Linked DNA regions of Pan troglodytes: region 1 is linked to region 2. A link is a contact called in public Hi-C data. All regions are on one chromosome and are shown on one strand. Each heading gives the region's core, a stretch centred on a gene start, on an enhancer-like site or on the middle of the called end of the contact. The rest is flanking DNA. Distances are from core to core; before and after follow the strand shown. Region 1 overlaps LOC129143765 (a long non-coding RNA gene). Region 2 holds the start of AFG2A (AFG2 AAA ATPase homolog A).

What was found. Hi-C and Micro-C count contacts between places; a contact is called where the count stands out from the background.
Region 1: a Hi-C map of stem cell-derived neural progenitor cells shows a contact between it and region 2, with 4 times the contacts expected there. The contact joins the enhancer-like site here to the promoter of AFG2A in region 2. A contact is called at or near these places in 1 of 7 Hi-C or Micro-C datasets (stem cell-derived neural progenitor cells) and 1 of 1 datasets of contacts at active chromatin or transcription factors (stem cell-derived excitatory neurons).

What each region holds. Positions count from the first base shown.
Region 1 is chr3:125,297,495-125,301,812 of NHGRI_mPanTro3-v2.0_pri, forward strand. The region is part of intron 3 of LOC129143765 (a long non-coding RNA gene); the gene reads right to left. Among named protein-coding and RNA genes, the nearest start is that of ANKRD50, 600 kb to the right of the region's middle. Within about 2 kb of position 1,792, at least 1 of the 24 cell types and tissues checked has an H3K27ac peak or open chromatin away from gene starts, as enhancers often do. A contact at or near this core is called in stem cell-derived neural progenitor cells, where this site is marked.
Region 2 is chr3:124,099,329-124,103,445 of NHGRI_mPanTro3-v2.0_pri, forward strand. AFG2A (AFG2 AAA ATPase homolog A) reads left to right here and starts at 1,759. Exons shown (of 15, transcript XM_063809828.1): 1 at 1,759-2,526. The coding sequence starts at 2,367. It overlaps NUDT6 (nudix hydrolase 6), which reads right to left and starts at 1,829. Exons shown (of 7, transcript XM_517426.9): 1 at 1,559-1,829. The coding sequence starts at 1,796.

The DNA of each region.
Region 1 (4,318 bases), core at 542-3,041, 1.2 Mb after region 2:
GTTTATTATATCAGCAAGGGTTCACATGTACGGTGTTGTTTAATATTATAACTGCATATATTGTTATTGCAAAGAATATTAGAATATATTATACCTATTTAAGAAATTTGTTATATTCACTTTAATGAATTAATTCCTTACAAAAAAAGAATTACTAAATTGATCATGTTCAATGATTTTTCTAAATAAGTCTAAGAGTATTTGACTGATTCTTCATTGCTTTCCTAAAGGATTTACTCTGTCAAGTCATATAAAATATAAAATTTCTTTAGTTGTCAGGGTTAGTTCAGATTCTTTACTCTGTATGAGTAACAGATTGCAGTGTGTTTGTTCTTCATACCCATTTGTTTGTAGTGTACATGTGAAAAGTATTAATGCATAATGAGAAATAGTACAAGTACTTTCTTTTGCAGGTATCTTGATAATTTAAGAACTTCATAGGTAAATGAAGATTTAAAATATTAAAATTTGGGGGAAAATTAAATATACGTTTAATACATTTTATTTACACAGTATTTGAATATATTCTTCTTACAATATATATTTTCAAATTATCTATAAATCCCCTCATATCATCACCCTCAATCCTGAGTTCTGGGGAAAAAAATCAGTTTACTTTCTCATTATTTGTATATGTAGATTGGACCATATGAAATTGTCTTCCTTGTGGATTAAAAATAGGTGAATATCAGCAATTTCATGTGTTTCAATGTAGCATTTTAATATTTGCATTTAAAAAATAAATACCATTATACTCTACTTATCTAATAGAATTTGAGTTTTTGATCAAATGTCTTAGAAAACAATTCTTTTAATTAATACATGATATCCTGAGGCATAAAATAAGCCATTCTCTCAATAACTAACCTTTGGGTTGTGCTACTTTTTTCACTGTAACTTATTTTACATATGTCCTTGAACAAATGAGTAAGTGTTTCCCTAAGGTAAATTCTAGAGGTAAAACTGTTAGGTCCAAAAGAATACACATTCTTTTTACTAGTTATTGCCAAATGCCAGTTCCTATTTAAAATCTCACCAAAATGTGAAAAGCAAATGACCTTGCTTTTCTAAAACCTTACTACTTTATTTTCCTGTTTAATTTTTTGTCCTCATAAGTTAAAAGATAGTTGTTTGTTTTAGTTTATGTTCCTCCTATTATTAGTGATATTATCTATACTGTTTACTTAGACATTCGTGTAAATTGTACACACACACAAGTCTCTCTTACCTAAGAAATCCAAGACTTTTAAATATGAGCATTTTCTAAACATTCCAAACAGTTATGTATAAGGAGGAAATGGCTCCTACATGTAATGTCACTACTTTTACAGATGATTTAAGCTGTTCAATTCTTGGCAAGTGTTATTTTCAACCTTCCTTCCCCCTTCCTCATACAGGATCAGTTATAATTTATCAGCTCAGTAAGAGTTTCAGTCTTAAATGTGTTTCCTAAAAATGACTTATTTCTTCTTTAAAAAAAGGACTTTTTACTCTGGGCCAGAATATAGTGACTGAAGTTTATATTCACCCTGTATTTACTTTAAAATGAACTTTTTATAAATTTTGATAACTTTTCTAGAAATGCATTAACATGGAGATGTAACACAAACTTTCTGACTCAAACCACTTAGACAGGCAGGTTTGGCATCCTCCTGAAACTGAATAGGTATGGAAACTGTGCTTCTTGACCCCTAAACATTCTATCTCAAGTCTGTCTGTTGCTAGTACAAAGACAGGGGCTTCATGAATTTTATACCTGAGCCAGGCTTCAAAACTGGCTGGGAAAATGGAGTAAGAGTGACCTTTAGTGGCCACTTTGAGTAATCACAAAGTAATTTATGTCTCAAGGGGACGGATGGACATTCTGTTTGCATGACTTCTTAACACAGCAATGTAATAAGTTGGAACTGGCTAACCATGAAACATTTATTTGACTTTTTATGTCACTCTATTCTAACAGAAAATCAAAACCCTATGAGTCATTGTTCAGACAGCTGAAAAGGTAAATTTTTAATTGGTAAATGGAAATCTAGTCACACCTATTAAAGTGACTTTGGGGCTTCAATGCCTAAATCCGCTCACAAACAGATTTGGAAAAGTACCATTTAATTGAGGCAAAAATCCTTTGCTTTCCATGGGTTGATAAAAGCCACCTGGCAGTCTTTTGAACCTCAGAACTAAGCAGCAGGGGGAGGAGTTATGTATTAGCACCATATCTGATCTTAGAAAAGAAAGACTCTCTCCCAATGAGAATGAAAGTCACTATTAATGGGAATTAAATGTTCAAAACGTATATTTTTCTTTTTGTCAGGAATATTAGTGCTTACTTCTTTTCTATAATTCCACCTTAAGATGTAGAGAGCATCTCCATAATTAAGACATTTCACTCATAAAACCTAGGTATTGCTTTCTTAAATACATAGTTTCTCTCCAATAGAAGCACTTTCTGGTGAAAGATATATCAAACGCTTTATTTCTAATAAACCTCAAATAAAAATGTGACTAAGCAGTCAAATCAGCTAGCTCTTCTACATCCTCCTGAGTTCAATTAGCCCCTGGAAACTCAGGTGTATTTGCTGAGCTTGTTGCAAGGATAGATCCCCCAAATAGAGAGAAGCTGTCTATGCATGCCCTTTCTTTTCTCCCACATTCAACAAGTGGGAAAATACTTTCTTCTCCCATGGAAAAGGGTGAGTAGGGGCTGGAAAGAAGTCACGAGGGTGATTCTTGGGAATAAGGTTTCCTTCTACATTATTACAGACAGCCCAAATCTAAAACAACAAACAACATTTCCAAGTATACATTTGAAAGATTCTCTCCTCATAGCACACATTTGTTTTTAAAAAGCAACTACTATCTTAGTCACTGTTAACAGGGCACATTTACTTAAAAGATTTCACAGGAGTTGTCAGCATATTTAGATCACAGGCCTTTTTTTACAGGAAAGTGCACAGTTCATCTTTAGCTGCTAATATCTCAGAATATAGACTTCAAGACAAGAAATGATTGAAAAAGACAAAGATGATGTTTATATACTGGTAAGGAAACAATAAAGGAAGACATAACCATCATGAGGATGTATTCCATAATAAAACCTCAAAGTATATAACGTCACAACTAACAGAAATGCATGGAGAAATAGATATATTAACCATTGTAGTTAGAGATTTTTAACATTACCTTTCAGAAACCAAGAAATCAAACATAAGAAAAAAAGAAAAAAGGCAAACATAGCATATGTAAAAAATATAATGTGCAAGTTTAAACTATTAGATATTTATACAGCTGTAAACCTAACAAAGATAAAATATGCATTTTTATTATAAATTGATAATTCATAAAAATTGACTTCTACTATTGCTCAAAGGAATCTTCAATAAATTCCAAAAAAGCAAATAACATACTGACTAGGTTCTTTGGCCATAATATTATAAAATTAGAATGTAGCTAACAAAATTTTGTATTTATAAAAGCAATAATATGTGTTTCAGATTTCAAAAAGGAAATAATGAGGAAAATTATAAAATATTTAAAACTTAAAGAAAATGCATCTATGACATAAATGGTACTTAAAAATTTGAGCTTTAGAAAGTAACATTCTTCAGGAAGTAAAAATTAACTCAAAAAAATAAGAGAGAAGAAAATAATAAAGAGCATTATAATCAAGAACTTGCTAGTAAAGTTGCATACTTATATACAGGATAAATTATGGGAAAAAGTATTAAATGTCAAAAAGGTAGAAGAAGAAATAAAACACTCAAACAGAACAGTGCAATTGAACTGATAATCAAAGTCTTAGAGCCTCCCACAACTGCTCAAACCCAGATTGTTTTATATTTGACATTAATCAACATTTAAGAAATAGTTATTTTTTATATTATATGTGTTTCTAGAAATGAGAAAACTGCAAAAGCTGTCCACCTTATTCTACAGGGTTAGTAGAATCTTGGTTTCACAACTAAGCAAGAACAAAAAATAGTAAGGATATTATTGGGATATTTGCCTTAGAAACCTAGAGGCAAATATCCAAAACAAAATATTAAATAAATAAATCTAACATATTAAAAAATATACCAAAATCAAATGGTATTTTTAATCCCAGAAATGAGAAGATGATAAACATGAAAAACTCTTTCAATATTAAAGCTCTCATTAATAAACTGAGAAAGAAAATATGAGGATTTTAAAAGATGCAAATAGTAATTTGATAAATTTTAACATATTTATAATAAATAATTAGAAATGTAGAAATAAAATATTCCCTAATTTGAAAGATATTTTATATCAAAGTACCAGTAAATAGCATCCTTAGTGGAGA
Region 2 (4,117 bases), core at 509-3,008:
ATTACTAGCAAGTAGGAGAGAAAATAATGTGAAGAGGTAAGAAGTCTGGGAATGAGGATGAGTAAACATTGAAATAACTAGCTCAATTATATTTACAGATATGCTTCTTGCCATATTGCTCAATAGGATAAAGATTATTTTGAGTTTCCAGTGTGAGAGATTTTTCCATAGTTGAATTTGCATGCTATGCCTTCAATTAGATTATAAAACCCTCAGAGGCCGTTTGAAAAACTGCTGCACCACTAAATCGACTTCTTCCAAAGTGAAGGCTCCTCCATCCAAGCTTTCTTATCATTGGGCTCAAGGTTGAAAGCCAGTAAAAAGTTTTCTTATTGAAGACTGAAACCACCCACCACCGTCCCTGGTTAATCATAAAAGAAGCGTTATTCTAAAAAACTCCAGTTCTTGCTGGGACAGCTGTTGACCCAATTTGTATACAAATGTGACACTCTGAACCTCTCTGGTTTAGTATTTGATAGCCCAACAGGGTGACTATATTCAATAAAGATTCAAGCTGGGTGCAGTGGCTCCTGCCTGTAATCCCAGCACTTTGAGGGGCCAAGGCGGGAGAATCAGTTGAGCCCGGGAGACTGAGACCAGCCTGGGCAACACAGTGAGACACCGTTTCTAGAAAAAATAGAAAAAAGCCAGATGCGCGCCTGTAGTCCTAGCTACCCAGGAGGCTGAGGTGGGAGGATTGCTTGAGCTCAGCGGTTGGAGGCTGCAGTGAACCCTGATCCTACCACTGCACTCTAGCCTGGGAGACAGAATGATACCCTGTCTCAAAAAAAAAAAAAAAACAAAAAAAAACAAACAAACAAAAAAAACAACAACCACCACCAAAAAAACTGTACATTTAAAAATAACTAAGAGTAACTGGATTATGGTTGAATGCTCGTGGTGATGAGTATCTCATTTACCCTGATGTAATTATTACACATTTATACCTCTATCAAAATAGCTCATATACCCCATAAACATACACACCTACTATGGACCCACAAAAATTAAAAATAAAAAAGAAAAGCCTCTTGGTCCACTCAGTCCACCACCCGTATTAGAATGTAAGAGTTTTTTTCCTTGGGAAAAGTGTCCGACAGAACCAAGGCTCGGTAAAGGATACTAATAATGTAATAATATAATATTAACAAACATCTACTGAGCTTTAAATACGTGGCAGGCACTGTGCTGTGCACTTTATGTGCATTATCCAAATTAACTCTCAGTAATTCCAGGAGTTCTTATTACCGGGGTCTGTGGAAGAGGAAATGGTGGTTTACGGCAATTTCCGAATGTCGCACACTAGAAAGTGGACCAGCAACCAGGGTTGCAGATCCCAAAGTCCGGATCTTCACCATTTCACCCAACCGCCTTAGAGACCTCCCAGCAAAAGGTCTAAGCACGAATGCTCCAGAAAACAGGTCCAGGTCACGCGTGCCTTCTCCCTTTCCCTCTGGGCTCGACAGTGGTGCACAGAGCGACTAGGGAGTGGGGGCCGCGGTTATTTCATTAGAAAAGCTCTGGAGCCCCGGGAGCCCTTCGTCCCAGGCGCACTTGCCCTGCAAGCCCTTCTGGAAGGCGGCAGCGTCCAGGCGGTCCAGCGCATCGAGCCGCGCCAGGCGCACCGAGATGCCCCCGAATCTGTCCAGCTCGCCCTGCAGATCGCAAGCTCCAACTGGCGGATTCCGCACGTAACCCTGTGCGCCCGAGGCCCAGCGGTAACCCGCCGAAGGCCCGGGGCCGTAGGTTCGGGCAAGCACCGCGCGCCAGCGGCCCCAGCTCAGTGGCTGCCGCATCTCCACGCCGCTTAATTCGTCCGTTCCCCAAATGACCCCTCCGCGCTCCAGAGCGGAGATCGCGGCCGTACATTTTAGAAGAGTGCCATCAATACCCTCAGAGTTGAGCTGGGGTTACCACTCTGCAGAGCTATGCCAAGGAGACCGCGAAGTGGTCCACCAGCCCTTCTCAGCAATTTGCCCCGCTCCAGTTAAGCGGGGAAAACCTCCTCCCCCACCGCCACCCACTTATTTTGTTTGGTAGTTTAATTCAACAGACGTTGGTTTAGGGATGGGGAAGCCGGGAGGAGATGCAAAAACGTCCTGTTTTTCAGGAATTTACAATCTAAGTGGCAGTTCCGTTCCTGGAACCTATCTTCTTTCACAGATGCCGTTACAGCTGTTTCAAAGACTGCTGGTTTTGAAAACGCTCAGTCCCTCCCACCACGCTGTGCACTGCTGCGCTCCACTCAGGGGATTACGGCGCAGGGGCGGACCCTCGCTGACTTCTGCCCCGGAAGTTTTTCTCTCAGTTGGAGCGCGCACATTGAGTCGGCTTTTCTACTGCTTCGGCTAGGGTACCTTGTGACCATGTCTTCCAAGAACAGAAAGCGGTTGAACCAAAGCGCGGAAAATGGTTCGCCCTTGCCCTCTGCTGCTTCCTCTTGTGCGGAGGCACGGGCTCCTTCTGCTGGATCAGACTTCGCGGCAACCTCCGGGACTCTGAGGGTGACCAACTTATTAGAAAAGGGTAAAGAATTCCGGGTGGGAGACTAGAGGCCGAGGGGGCGCAACCTGAGGGGCGGGAGACTCAGTGATACTGACTTGGGGTGCAGAGACTTTTGAAAGTTGGGCGTGGCATGGGTCTGAGAGCGGCACAGAAGCGTGTAAGACTTCTGTATGTAAGAAGCATGCAAACGTAGCCGCGCCTGCACTGGAGAAGTTAGGCTGAAATGGTTTATCCGTGTCCAAGGTTTCTCTTTTGTAAATTATTTTGAATTTTTAAGTTGCACTTGAAACGCTTTGTCTCATTTAACATTAACGACACATTTAATTGCAAAATTGTTCATAACTAGCGAACATGGGATACTTATCCTAAAAAACTAAATAACCAATTCAGTAAAAATGTGGATCACTCTGCCTTTAGGAGTGATGATAGCATTTTCTTCCAGTACTACGCAGGTTATGATATTTAATAACTGCTAGTAACTGCACACTAGTGTTAGCAGTATATATAGCTCATCTGATTTCTACAGAAGCCGTGACCGATGGGTATAGTAATGACAGTTTTATAGAGGGAGGAAAGTTAACGTGATTCCATTCAGGCTACACAGGTGCTAAGTGGCAGAGCCGATATTTGAGTCCAGATGTGTTTGACGTAAAAGCCATTCCTAGGTGACAGTTCCTTTGATTTGGGAGAACGTATTTATACTTAAAAGTCTTATAAATTGAATTATAAATTGAAAATTTATATTTGATGTGTAATAGCTTTGAAAAATGGACCAGACTAAACTGGTGGCAAAAATTTTTATGTCTAATCAGACCTTAAAGACAATTTAGAGTTCACATGGTATTTTCACTCTGCCTTAGGTATCAGAGGACAACTTGTTCTGTCCTGAAGGTTCAACTTGTTTTTGAACTAGATCCTTCCCATTGACATGTAAACATGCTCATTTCTCTTCCATCTTAAATGAGAACAAAAGCTCCACATTTTCTTCCTGCAACCGTCTCTCTGTCCATTGCCAAGCTTCTTAAATGGAGTGGTCTCTGCCGCCTCACCACTTACATACTCTCCCTAGCCTATTCCTCTTTGACTTCCACTCCATCATTCCATGGAAACTGTTCCTGGTGTGGTCTCCGAGCATCTCCGTGTTGATAAACCTTACTTGACCACAGCAACTTTTGGTATTGTTGACCATTCCCTCCTTCTCGAAACACTTAACTTCTTATGTGTTGTCAAACTTGCCTGGTTTTCTTCATCTTTGTTGATGTTTCATCATTTTTCTTTGCAGGCTTGTCCTCTTCCCTTGACCATTAAATGTTGAAGTTCGTCAATTCTTAGTCCAAAACCTTTTTTTTCTTCTCAATAAATCCTGTCTCCTTGGCAAGTTCATCCAGTGCCCAGAGTTTCCCATCTATAGTCTCTTCAGTGTCAGATTTATATTTGTAAATCTTTTGTTTTTGCGCCTTGATGTGGTTGCCTTTTAGCCAAATGCTTCTCAAGCTCTCTGTGGTGAAGACTTTAAAATTTATAATAGGTCACAGATCGGCACTTTTGTAAAATACAGTAAAAATGATTTTCTAGAAAAATAAGGAAAAATTTTTATTAAACAGATGTGAAA